2 separate regions of the Mus musculus genome follow, and region 1 is linked to region 2. Evidence: chromatin contacts called from public HiChIP or PLAC-seq data. All regions are on one chromosome and are shown on one strand. Each heading gives the region's core, a stretch centred on a gene start, on an enhancer-like site or on the middle of the called end of the contact. The rest is flanking DNA. Distances are from core to core; before and after follow the strand shown. Region 1 has its middle 7.7 kb from the start of Gm46916. Region 2 overlaps Anxa3 (annexin A3).

The links. HiChIP or PLAC-seq counts read pairs in DNA pulled down with a chosen protein or histone mark.
Region 1: a contact with region 2 is called in an H3K27ac HiChIP or PLAC-seq map of microglia, with 4 times the contacts expected there. The contact joins two enhancer-like sites. A contact is called at or near these places in 2 of 115 datasets of contacts at active chromatin or transcription factors (extraembryonic endoderm stem cells and microglia) and 2 of 9 other capture datasets (liver and pancreatic islet).

Annotation. Positions count from the first base shown.
Region 1 is chr5:96,945,927-96,952,144 of GRCm38.p6, forward strand. No RefSeq gene overlaps it. Among named protein-coding and RNA genes, the nearest start is that of Gm46916, 7.7 kb to the left of the region's middle. Within about 2 kb of position 3,410, at least 58 of the 459 cell types and tissues checked have an H3K27ac peak or open chromatin away from gene starts, as enhancers often do. A contact at or near this core is called in microglia, where this site is marked.
Region 2 is chr5:96,807,402-96,813,398 of GRCm38.p6, forward strand. Anxa3 (annexin A3) reads left to right here. Exons shown (of 13, transcript NM_013470.2): 3 at 3,649-3,736; 4 at 5,441-5,535. Among named protein-coding and RNA genes, the nearest start is that of Anxa3, 17 kb to the left of the region's middle. Within about 2 kb of position 3,835, at least 6 of the 459 cell types and tissues checked have an H3K27ac peak or open chromatin away from gene starts, as enhancers often do. A contact at or near this core is called in microglia, where this site is marked.

The sequences.
Region 1 (6,218 bases), core at 2,160-4,659, 140 kb after region 2:
TATCCTTACCCAGCTTTCTTTTAATACAATCAGATATGTTTATTATCGTCATATACGTGTATGTGTGTGTGAGCATATGGCATGCATGTGCCAGTGCCCAGTGTCAGATCTCCCAGAGCTGGAGTTAGAGGCAATTGTGAGCCACCCAACATGGTTATAGCAAACTGAGCTGCGGTTCTCTACAAGACTGAGATTTCTTCATAGATGAGCCATATCAACAGCTCATCCCATCCTGGACCCTTTGAAGACGCTTTTTGCCGTGTCTTTTATAATTATAGTAAGTCTCAATTCAGTTGTGAAATAGTTATTAAAAATACTTGATGTGAATTTGATTTCAAAAATGTACAATTGAAGCAGCTGACTCTCACAGCCAAGGGGTCCAGGCATGACTAAAAGTGTTCTGTCACTGGCTCGAGCATTATTGAAAGAAAGAAAGAAAGAGAGAGAGAGAGAGAGAGAGGGAGAGAGAAGAAAGGAAGGAAGGAAGGAAGGAAGGAAGGAAGGAAGGAAGAAAGAAAGAAAGAAAGAAAGAAAGAGAGAGAGAGAGAGAGAGAGAGAAATGAATTTAAGTACTAGTTTCTCACAATAGTCTCACTTTGAAATGTTCAATAGTTTTGCATGGCCCATGACTAACCTATCAAGTAGTACAAGATCATGTACTATGAAAAGCTATCAGTATACGATGCAATCCCAGCACTCAGCAAGCCAAAGGAAGGATTTCACAAATTTGAGGCTAACCCGGGCTATATAAAGTGAGATTTTGCCTCAAGAACAAAACAAAAATGGAGATCAAAGAGATGGCACTTGCTGCTTTCCCAGAGGACACAAATTTAGTTTCCAGCACACACAGTGTGTGGGTCCCAACCACCTGTAACTCTTGCACCTGGGGTCTTCTAGCATGTGTGGACATTAACGCACATGATATTTTTCATGCGTACATGGTATTTTTCATACACACACACACACACACACACACACACACACACACACACACACCCTTTTAAACAAGAACAAAACACTCTGCATAGCATCAAGAATCAAGCCAGTCAAATCAATATTATTGTCTATCATGTGTACACAGTGATAAAGAAAGCACTATTGGCCAAGAACAATGATCTACAAAAAGTTTGTAAGGAGAGCTACTTAGCAGCAATGAGAATTGGCTGTGTTTCCAGCTTTGGAGCAGGGCTACCCAGGAAGATCGTAGATCCGGTTTCTCTTGGTCTTTACTGAATTGCCGAAGTGTAGTAATTGATCTTCATCTCAACAGTATACCCTGGGAACCCAGTCATTGAAGGGTTCAGTGGCTTCTCAATAAGCAAGAGCATGACGAGTGGCTGTTTTAATGTAATAACCACATCTATAAGTGCAAAGTGCTAGGACATAAATTCACTAAAAAGAGAAAAAGGAAATGGAGTCTTGCATATCTGTGGAGAGCCGTGCCGTGAGCAATCGCCATTATAAGATGGCGCTGGCTTCCACTGCGCCTAACTAATAAACAAGCCTTATGCGCAAGTGCAAGAGTAAATACACGCCCAGTCACTGCCCATCTCGGGTGTAGTAATGGGGTGATGGGCGAGCAACTAATCAGGTGCTGTCACGCCACATCAGGTGCTGAAACGTCACGCTGCGGGCTATATAAGCAGCACCATTTTCCGGGTTCGGGGTCTTCCTTATGTTGAAGCAATAAAAGCTTCAACATCCGGTTGTCCGAGTGAATTCTTGCCGGCGAGTTACTAGCTCGGGCGAGACATATCTTTACATATATGTACAGATTTATGCCCAGAAGAAAATGAATGCATTTACAGAAAGTGTGATCAACAATGTTCATGTTACTAAACATGGTGGCACATGACTCTAATATCCGTACTTGAGATTCTGAGGTAGGAGGTTCATGAGTTCTGAACAATATTAGGTTACATAGAAAGATCCTAAGTAGTGGGGGCGGGGGAGCGGGGGGCGGGGACAGAGAAGAGGAGGAAGAAGAGGAAGAGGAGGAGGAATAGGAAATATCATCCATATTAATTTTCTCAAACTGGAAATTGTCTATCCGCATGTTTGCATCAACAATAAAGCAACACTGTGGTGTAGCTCAATGGTAATGCTTGCTGCAGTGTGTGTGTAGCTCGATGGTAATGCTTGCTGCAGTGTGTGTGTAGCTCGATGGTAATGCTTGCTGCAGTGTGTGTGTAGCTCGATGGTAATGCTTGCTGCAGTGTGTGTGTAGCTCGATGGTAATGCTTGCTGCAGTGTGTGTGAAGCACTGGTGGTTTCCTACGCAATGCTTCAAGTGGACATCAAGAGAAACACACACACACTTAGTAAAATGATTTAAAAAAAAAAAGAACATATTTACTCAGTGTCTTGTGTTTTGTTTTTCATTGAGTCAGGGCCTCACTTTGTAACCCTAACTGACCTGGAACATGATATATGAGATCAGGTTGGTCTTAAACTCTAGGAGATCCACCTGTCTCTGTCTCTTAAGTTCTGGGATTAAAGGCGTGCACCACTGAACTAGGCTTAAAAAGAAGATTTTTTAAAAGGCATTCTGAAATATATGAGTGAGAAGGAAAAGCCTCCAGCTATATCTGATGATGCAGATGAAACTCACAAATATTATCCTAAACAGATGAGCCCAGATACAAAGAACAGAATGTAGGATTCTGCTTGTATAAAGTTCAAAAGCAGATGAAATGAATCCTTCATTGGAGAAGCTAGGCGTTAACCTGACGAGGACTAGGGGCATTGGTTAGAACACTGTGACAGCTCATCGGCAGAGCATTTGCTTAGCGTGCACCAAGCCCTGAGTTCAGTTCACAGCACTGCAACAAACAACCCAAAAAGCAGTAGGAAAGATCTCCTGGGGTTCTGGAATGCTGTATTGCCTAATCTGGGTGTTGGACAGACAGCGGTGTTCACTGAACAGAGATGCCTGGCCTGCCGTTTATGTACGTTTCTGAATAGTTGTCATTCACCAAAATGCAATGTGTCCTTGACAGAAGTCGAATTATTCTCATGGGACCCTATAGTCAGTTCCCATGACATAGGTTGTTATGACAGAACAAGCCTAGCGCTTCCTCAGTCGCTTTGGTTTCCTCTCCCACTCTGTGATTTCCTGTTCTGATGTGTCTACCAGGAGGCTCTCAGCAAATCTGTTAGAATCAGGACTTTTGGCTCCCAGAACGGAGCTAAACAAACTGCTTTTCTGTACAAGTTGGTTGTTGAGCTTCAGGACGGATGCAAAGGCAAAGTCAGGAAAGCCAAGCCTCTGGAAACTCACAAGAAGAGTAAGAGACAGAACAAAAGTTGCTTTTTCGCAGCAGTTCTCAACCTTTTCTAACGCTGCAACAACCCCTCAATACAGTTCCTCACGTTGTGGTGACCTGAAACCATAAAATGGCTTTCGTTGCTAGTTCATAACTAGTTTTGCTACTGTTATGAGTCGTAATGTAAATGTTTGATATGCAGGATGTTCTTAGGTGACCCTTGTGAAAGGTCATTTGACACCCCACCACCACCATGGGGTCACAACCCACAGGCTGCAAACCACTGGCTTAAGGGCTCTTGTGCCTGAGCTCTCGCCTCTGCTTTGTGAAATCCTCACCTTCTTTGGCTTCATTGGATGACTCTTCATTCCGAAGTCTGAAAAATGCCCCCATCTTTCTGCTAAATCTGTATGGTACTTGTTCCAGGTGCTCATTTATTCCCACTCATTACAGTAATTTCTAGGAGTCAGTCCAGTGCAGTACTGAAAGTTTAGACTATGGAATCCACCAAGCTTCCAGGACTTTCTCTAACACTCCCCATATGAGCTTGGAGAAAATTGCTTAATTATTTTTCTCCTCAATTGTTAGGTGGAGATTACAACAACTGCACCTACCATTGTAGATCAATTGATTGTTGTTGCAAAGATGAAGCAAAGATAACAAAGATAACAGATCTATCGGTGTTGGGGAACAGCCAAATCTCGGGGAATGCAGCTTCCTACTGTTTTTATTTATTGTTATCTACAGATGGTACATCCTGAGTAATGTGGAATATGTCTTAGTACACACACAGCATGTACTCAGTAGGATTGAGCTGTACCCCAGACCTAAGAACTACAACCTCTATGGTGCAATATCCCCACATTGCACAATGCTGAGGTCTAGACTGTGTAAATGCTTTGTAACGTGTGGAATCCACTGAGAAATGGTGAATTATTTTTAACATGGCAGTACTTGGAGCTTCTTTGGTGCATTTCCACGTCTCTAGGGTTAGTCTAGCCATTATGTGAGATCAGAGTTGTCCCAGAGGAAACACTAAAAGTTCTGTGATCCAGACTCTACTCCCCCCGCCCCCAGTTTGAGATAAACCTAAATTGATAGTCACCCTCCCTGCCTCTGCGCCGCACGCTCTTCTGCTGTAGTGGATAAGCCGTTCAGAACCCACCTAAAGCCTCTCACTCTACACACTCAAAATGGGCTCTTGAAATCCCTCCCCTTCCTGCATCTCCCCTCTTTCCTCTCTCCATTAACATTTAAATATTCCAACTTTTTTTCTATCTAAAATTAAAAAAAAAAAAAACTTTAAAAATCAACCACCAGGGTCAAGGTTGTAGCTCAGCTGCACAGAACTTCCCTAGCACGTGTGTGTCCCTGGGTAGATCCCGGAACGGCGAATAAAATAAATACCAACACAAATGTCTCAGACCTATGTTGTCCTCAAGCTGTCTCCCATTTTCTTGGGTCTCCTTTATAACAACATCCCTCTGTTGGATTCTGCGTGGATTGTCTGTGATTTTATTTCTTTCTCTCACCATTTTCTGTTGACCCATTTCTACAGGGTTTCTGTTCCCAACTCTCCGCAGAATACAAGTCTCAGTTTGCCAATGACCTGGAACTTTCTCAGACATGTTGAACAGTGGGAAATAAACTTTTATTGTATTTATCCATTGTGTTTGGTTATTATTTTCTTAATCCCAAAAAATCTGTTCCAGCTGATAGGATGAAGCTAATCACTTCCACATTCACATGTCCAGTTTCTGGAGACAGTTTATACTTGTTAACCGTCTAGAACACAACCAACTAAATATGTAATAAGAGTCTCAAACTCAGCATAGCCATACTGAACTTTGAATTTCCTTCTCCAAGAAGTAGCTCCCTGTCAGAACATAGCCCTCACCTCGTCGTCCTCAAGCCTTGGAGTGACCTCTACTCCCATCCATTCCGTTCATTTTGCCAGGAAAGGTCGCCATCCCCTCTGCTGCATCAGCTTCCTGCCCAGTGAACCCGATCCCCCCTGCCAGTCTTCTGAATGTGGGAGCAGGGAATCCCAAGAGAAGAGGTCAATGTCGGTCATTTCTCTACACAGAAACTCCTCTAGTATCTTCGTGTGAACTAGGAAGCCCTTACACCTTGACCTCCAAACCCTAACAGTGTTACCTGCCTGATAGATAACCACCCATTACACTCCTCCTTTTCCTTACAGACTCCTAGCTTCTTCACTTTTCTACACACACACACACACACAAGAGAGAGAGAGAGAGAGAGAGAGAGAGAGAGAGAGAGAGAGAGAGAGAGAGACCACGACTACTATTCAAGCCTCACTAATCTCTGGGTTGCAGCTTGTAAGCTAGCAACCACCACCCCAAGGCTCTTCCTCTGGATTCCTTGAGAATCTAGAGTCTAGATCATCTCAAGACTCCCTGCTGTCCTTACAAGCCTCTCTTTAAGCATTAAACTCTGCTTTGAAAGGCCTCTCTGTTACTCATCCATACGACAGTGAGAATATGGAGATGAGATGAAATCTGTCAGATAAATGGCCTCCTCCCTCAAGAAACTGTTATATCACATTGGAGAGTGGCCTTCCTGGAAAGTTTCCTAGAAGAGGGGCCCATAAACCGAATCTTTAAGAGAAAAGAGTTAAGGGAGAGGGCGGGAGGGGGTGATAAGGCACACACTTTCAGGAAGACAGCATAATCGTGCGGGTATATGGGTAGGGTGCTGAGGCCGCCAGATGAGCCCTATCTGTCTCCAGAGCCTGGTCATGTGCTATGATATGAGCAGTAGGAACAGCTCAGTGACATGCATGGGTGGAAAGAAGTGACAGATCACAAGAATGCTACAGGAGAGAAACCAAAATAGACATGAAGGCTGCAGAACATTGCCAACAATGAAGGGGGACACTCGAGCATGGGGTTCAAAAGAGTGCCTGTTAGTAAAAGCCAGAGGCAGAGT
Region 2 (5,997 bases), core at 2,585-5,084:
TAAATATACACAAGACAGTAGGTGGAATGCTGACCAAGCATGATTTTGAAAGTGGTTTTAGCCAAATGTCCATGGAGGTTCCCCATTGGCACTGACTGCGGTACTAGGGAAAGGACCTCAACTAAGAATCAATAAATGGGCCAGGCAGTGGTGGTGTATACCTTTAATCCCAGCACTTGGAAGGCAGAGGCAGGCAAATTTCTGAGTTCGAGGCCAGCCTGGTCTACAAAGTGAGTTCCAGGACAGCCAGGGCTACACAGAGAAACCCTGTCTTGAAAAACCAAAAGAATAAAAACCAACCAAACAAACAAACAAAAAGAATCAATAAATGGATCTTGTCTGACAAAACCGGAAGGCTGCAATGAAACAGGCAATCCAAAGAGCTTTGGCTGTAACTATCAACATTCCTAAAACAACACCTCATAACTGAGTTCCTTAGCTTCCACCCGTGCAGTAGTCAGGTCTTGCTTGCTGGCTTTATTCTAGTTTTCTAGGGGACCAAGAATGAAGTGCAGTGTTGGTTATGCCACTTGGTGATCCATTCAAACCACTGAGGGTCTCATGAAGCCAGACGCTGAGTCCCACCCCATCATTGTGGACTCTATGAAAGAGGGCTATGGCTTGAGGATTTACACCTCTGGAAATTCCAGGGGATTCCTATGGAGTGATCCAGGAAGCCATTTTGAGAACCATTGAGGTAGAGTTCCCTAACCTCCAGCCCTGGCAAGGTGATGAGGTGTAGAACATGGGCCTCTTGTTCACATGGAGGTGGCCTTAAGTCTAGGCACCTTCCTGACCAACAAAGTTCTGTTAGACAAACCATCTCTCTGGGACTGAACACACCCTTGTTCTGTTATTTTTAAATATGTGTAGGTAGGCATGTGTCAGCATGCAGGCATAGAGATTTGAGTGTGGGTACCTCTGGAAGCCAATGACACTGGATCCTGTGCAACTATAGAGTTTCAGATGGTTGTGAGACTCCTGATTATGCACTGGGAACTGAACTTGAGTCCTCTGGAACAGCAAGTGCTCTTAACAGCTGAGCTGTGTCTCCAACTCCTTTGAATCTACCTCATTAAGATCACTGAAGAAATCTAAGATGTTTGTATGATCTTTTGTTCATTATCTAGTATGCATTAAACAATATGAGTCTGGTTATTTATTTTAAAATCACTTTTGATAAATTATATAGATATGGCCTGGATAGCCAAGTCTTACCAAGTATATCCTGTAATATTGTTCATATTAAGTGGCTAAAACATGTTTCAGTATTTCACTAGAATTCAACTTCAGAATTCCCTTGTTCTGGGCCGGGCTTTGGCTCAGTGGCAGAACACTCAGTTGTCATGTATGGGGCCCTGGGGTTTGAATCCTGCACAGCAAAATAAACAACTAAATAAAAACCAGGTTCCCACGGCTTCTTTCAAGTTGATAGGTATGTGTGCATTTTGGAGAAGGAGAGAGGGAAGGAAAGGGAGATGAACCCTTTTATTATGTAAGTTGTTTCTCCCATCTAACCCTTCACCTGAAAAAAAGAGTTGCATGATGAGTTAGGAATTTTATCTTCATCTAGTTTTGTAAGTTGGAATTTTAATAGATTTTGATTTGTAGGTGGTAGAGAGCAGGCCAGAGGTCACAGAGAGTGTAAACCCTGAATCTTTATAAGACATGAACATTAAGGACCCACCGTATTGTCTTCTTGTATTCAGAAGAAGCCATGTTAAGTAACCTCGTGGTATAGAATCACACAAATTGAACTTCATAAGAATGTAGAACCTAGTTCCTGGTTCCTAAAAATAAAATTCAGTATATCTGAAATAGATCCAGGACATGGTCACATGCATTCTAAAGTGTCGCTTCAGGAGATACTAAGGCATGATTCCAGAAATGCAGGGGTGATTTAGAGCAGCACAGACTGCATTCAAAGGCAGATCTGTGGCTCAGCTAGCTGAGTGGATGAAAGTTTACACAGAGTCAATCTGCAGACTGCAGTAGGTTGTAGTTAACATATGCAAGGTGCCTAGCATGGGGGCACCTAATGGGTCCTTCCAGAGCATCAAATGGAGGGGGTAGGTGGATAAGGGAAGGGTGAGAACTCAGAGGTGGGAGTGGATAGTAATGAAGTCAGTTGTCTCTGCCAGTTTATAAAGCTTATTAAGCCTTGAACTCCAAAGAATTATGTTAAAGCGACTGATTAAGTCACTTCCATTGTCTTTAGACCTGGCACATTCTAGCTTGTTAGTTTTCATTTTTTCCTTTGGAGTGCTTTAAACAATGTTTGACAACATTGAAACAAATTGTTCCATCTCATCTATTGAGTCAGCAGACTCTCGTCTCTACCGTGCCAGTACATTAATTTTCCATTCACTTTAATGTGACAAGATAATGTCCTTTCATGAAAATAGACACTTCAGAAGAGCGTAGATGTGACCATATTAATTCACAACAACACCATCAATACCATTCAATAACAGGGTAGAAAGTCCCCGTTTAAAAAGAGAATGTCAGATGTTACTGGGATTGGTGCAGATTTTTATTTGAAAGGTCAGAATATACTATATGAGGACATGGTGACTTTGAAGATCTTCAGCATCCTTTTGGCTGTCATGTAGTTCTTCAGCAATTTCAGAATATTTTATTCTTTTGCAATATGGTCTTTCTTAGCTCACTGTCGTGTTTCTAATTTAAGTGCTTAAAATTAGTAATGTAGCTATTTAAAAAAATATATACTCTATGCTATTCTTGAAGCTCCAAGATGTCAGCAGAGTTCTCAGACAAGAATCTTGGGGCAACCATCACATGTCCATCAAGCAGAACATAAAAGACAACAGTCTTGATAGCATTTTTGTTTATTAATTCTTTAGAGTAGGGTTCCCCAAGCACAGTGGTCAACATCAGTTTACACATCCCAGCATCTCCAGTCCACAGCTGCTCACATCCTCAATGTGAGATGTGATTGGCAGCTTACTCAGAAGCCTCACTGGGGAATACGGTGGATGAAGAGAATTTAAGTTTTCTTATATTTTATATCTATATGTAGGAACTTTAAATCCTGCAGTCTTCAGAGTCTCTGATGTTGAAACAGCTCATTGCCCTAGAGGAACAATGTTTTATATGTGCAGTTTGTCCCACCTTGGGGGCCTCTTTCTACGTGTAGTACAAGTATGTCTAGGGATGGGAGATCTTGCACTATGCCAGGAACAGCAAGAACCCGGGCTGCCACAGGTCTCGCCCATGCTTATGCCCTACTGGACTGGGAAGATGGCTCAGCAGTTAAGAGCACTTGCTGCTTTTCCAGAGGGCTTGGAAGTTCTGCTCTGTGCTCCTAACAACTTAAAAAGCTTTTGCTCCAGGTATTTAGTATGCAAATTCAGAGCCTCAGGGATCCTTTCTGGAACTGTGCCAGTGCACTGAGCTCAGACAGGATCCTCTGAGCATGCTGCCTGTGGGCTGTATGCAAGCCTGGTTCAGTGAGCCCTCATTTAGTCACACACAGAGTCGACAGAAGGCAGTGGAATTAAAAAAAAAAAAAAACATAAACGCCTTTATACAATTTCATCAATGACCATGTGAGATACACATTTAGTCTATACGTAACTCTAGTATAAATAAAAATGTGGCTTTGAACTAGCAGAACTTTCCTTCTAGGTTGGACCTCGAGGAACCATAAAAGATTATCCAGGCTTTAGCCCGTCGGTGGATGCCGAAGCTATCCGGAAAGCGATCAGAGGACTTGGTGAGTGGAGCTTTTCAGCTCCTCCTGTATGGCTGGTAAGACCAGCCAGGAAAGTTCCTGTCTAAAAAGCCGGTTGGCCCAATTTGGATCCTGAATTAGAGAAGTTGTCAGGGGATATTTTAAAGTGTGAAGCAATGAAGAAGAGCATGAGAGCTGAGTCTCTCAGTACATAAAGCATTTGTAATGTTTGCTCGATTAAATCCTACCAGCACCACAACAGCTCCTTCAACTGCTTATCACCATCATGATCACAAACCATGATGGATTCGGTCCAGAACAGTCTTCCCAGGTTCTATTTCACCCCATTACCTAGAGAAAATCATCTTTCTAAATTAGACTTTACACTTCCAGTACCACAGCTACATGCCTAAGTACGTACTAGTTTCTATAGTTTCAACCGGTAAAACCAGAGAAGTGCACCATCCGTTCTTTGACCGACTGTTTTTACCTCTTTTTTTTTTTTTTAAGATTTATTTATTTATTTATTTATTTATTTATTTATTTATTTATTTATTATATGTAAGTACACTGTAGCTGTCTTCAGACGCACCAGAAGAGGGCATCAGATCTCTGTTACAGGTGGTTGTGAGCCATCATGTGGTTGCTGGGATTTGAACTTCGGACCTTTGGAAGAGCAGTCGGGTGCTCTTACCCCCTGAGCCATCTCACCAGCCCCTGTTTTTACCTCTTAACGTAATGTTTTTGAGATTTATTCATGTTGATAAGTTTGGCTCTGGGTCATTAATTTTAACTTCACAGTAGTCTATTGTATATTATATCATAAACTGGAAATGTTGATGAAACATTCAAATTGCCTATAACTCTTTTCTATTACAGTGCAAAAGTCCTTGGTGAATGCTCCCGCTTAGACTTCACTGTGCACAGTTGCTAGTATTTCTCTAGGACAGGACAGGAGTTGTGAGTTCTGGGTGGAGATGGCCAGAATTCTTATTTTTAAACTAGAAATTTTGCCAAATCGCTCTCTGGCGTGATTATCAAAATTAGTAGTACTCTTGGGCCTGGAGATAAACTTTTCTAAGTAAAATCTCAAGCCACAGAAACATCCTCCTCCGCTTAGTCCATCTCCTGGACAATGTTTGCATCTCCCCTCCCCCACCCTACCCCTGCCACAGGAAAGTATCATGCTAACATTTTAACACTATCACCCAGTTTTAACATTAACAAAAACAAGCTTAGTAATATTTTCCCTAGGATTCACATCTACTGTACCATTTTAATCGTAAAGTCATAAAGCCCTTCTGCATTTCCCTCCCAGGTTTAGAAGTCCTGCTTTTTTCCTGTTTACTTGATCATCAGTCTACAAGGGGTTGACATATGGGAGGAGCACTTAGAGATATCCACCTATTTGATCTCTAATGAACATTTAATTGTCTCAGCACAGTTCTTCATGTTCCTTTCCGTCTGCATAGGAAAGAGTAGACATGGATTGACTTGACTGGGTTTTATTTTTCCAGCCCTCAAATCACCTAAATAAACTTCCTTTTCAAAAAACAAACAAACAAACAAACAAACCAATCAAACAAACAAACAAACTGCAAACACTCAGATTCTAACCCAGCAAGAAGCTGGAAACTTAAAACTTAAAAAGCTTTCCTGACTGAACTTGTTTTGGCCCCCTGAATCTGTTGTTTGAAACAGATAAGGAGAATCCTTGGCTCATAAAATAACTTTGTTCTCATTTAGGGACTGACGAGAAAACCCTCATCAACATTCTGACGGAGCGGTCGAACGCGCAGCGACAGCTGATTGTCAAGCAGTACCAAGCAGCGTATGAACAGGTACCATCCATGAACACAGAGGGCCACAGAGACAGTCACGCTGTGCTCCGGTTCCACCCCTGAGCACCACTCACAGATCTTTGGCTTTACCCTGAGTGTGGTAGAGTTGCCCTGTGCATCTGCTCAAGAGCCAGGACTCTTAGTTCAGGTTTTGGCTTTCACCACCTCAATGGTTTGGGGCTTCTGCTTCTTCACTGTGGAATGAAGAATGGTGACTTAGAGCAGTAGTTTACAGCAGGGTCACCACCCTGTTGAGGTTAAATGACCCATCCATAGGGGCTGCATATCAGATATTTACATTATGGTGCATAACAATAGTAAAATTGCAGTTATAAAGAGCAATGATATAATTTTATAGTTGGGGGTCACCACGACATGAGGAACTGTCTTAAAGGATCGCAGCATTAGGAAGGTTGAGAACCACTGCGCTAGAGCAATGGCTCCAAGCCATCACTGAGTCCC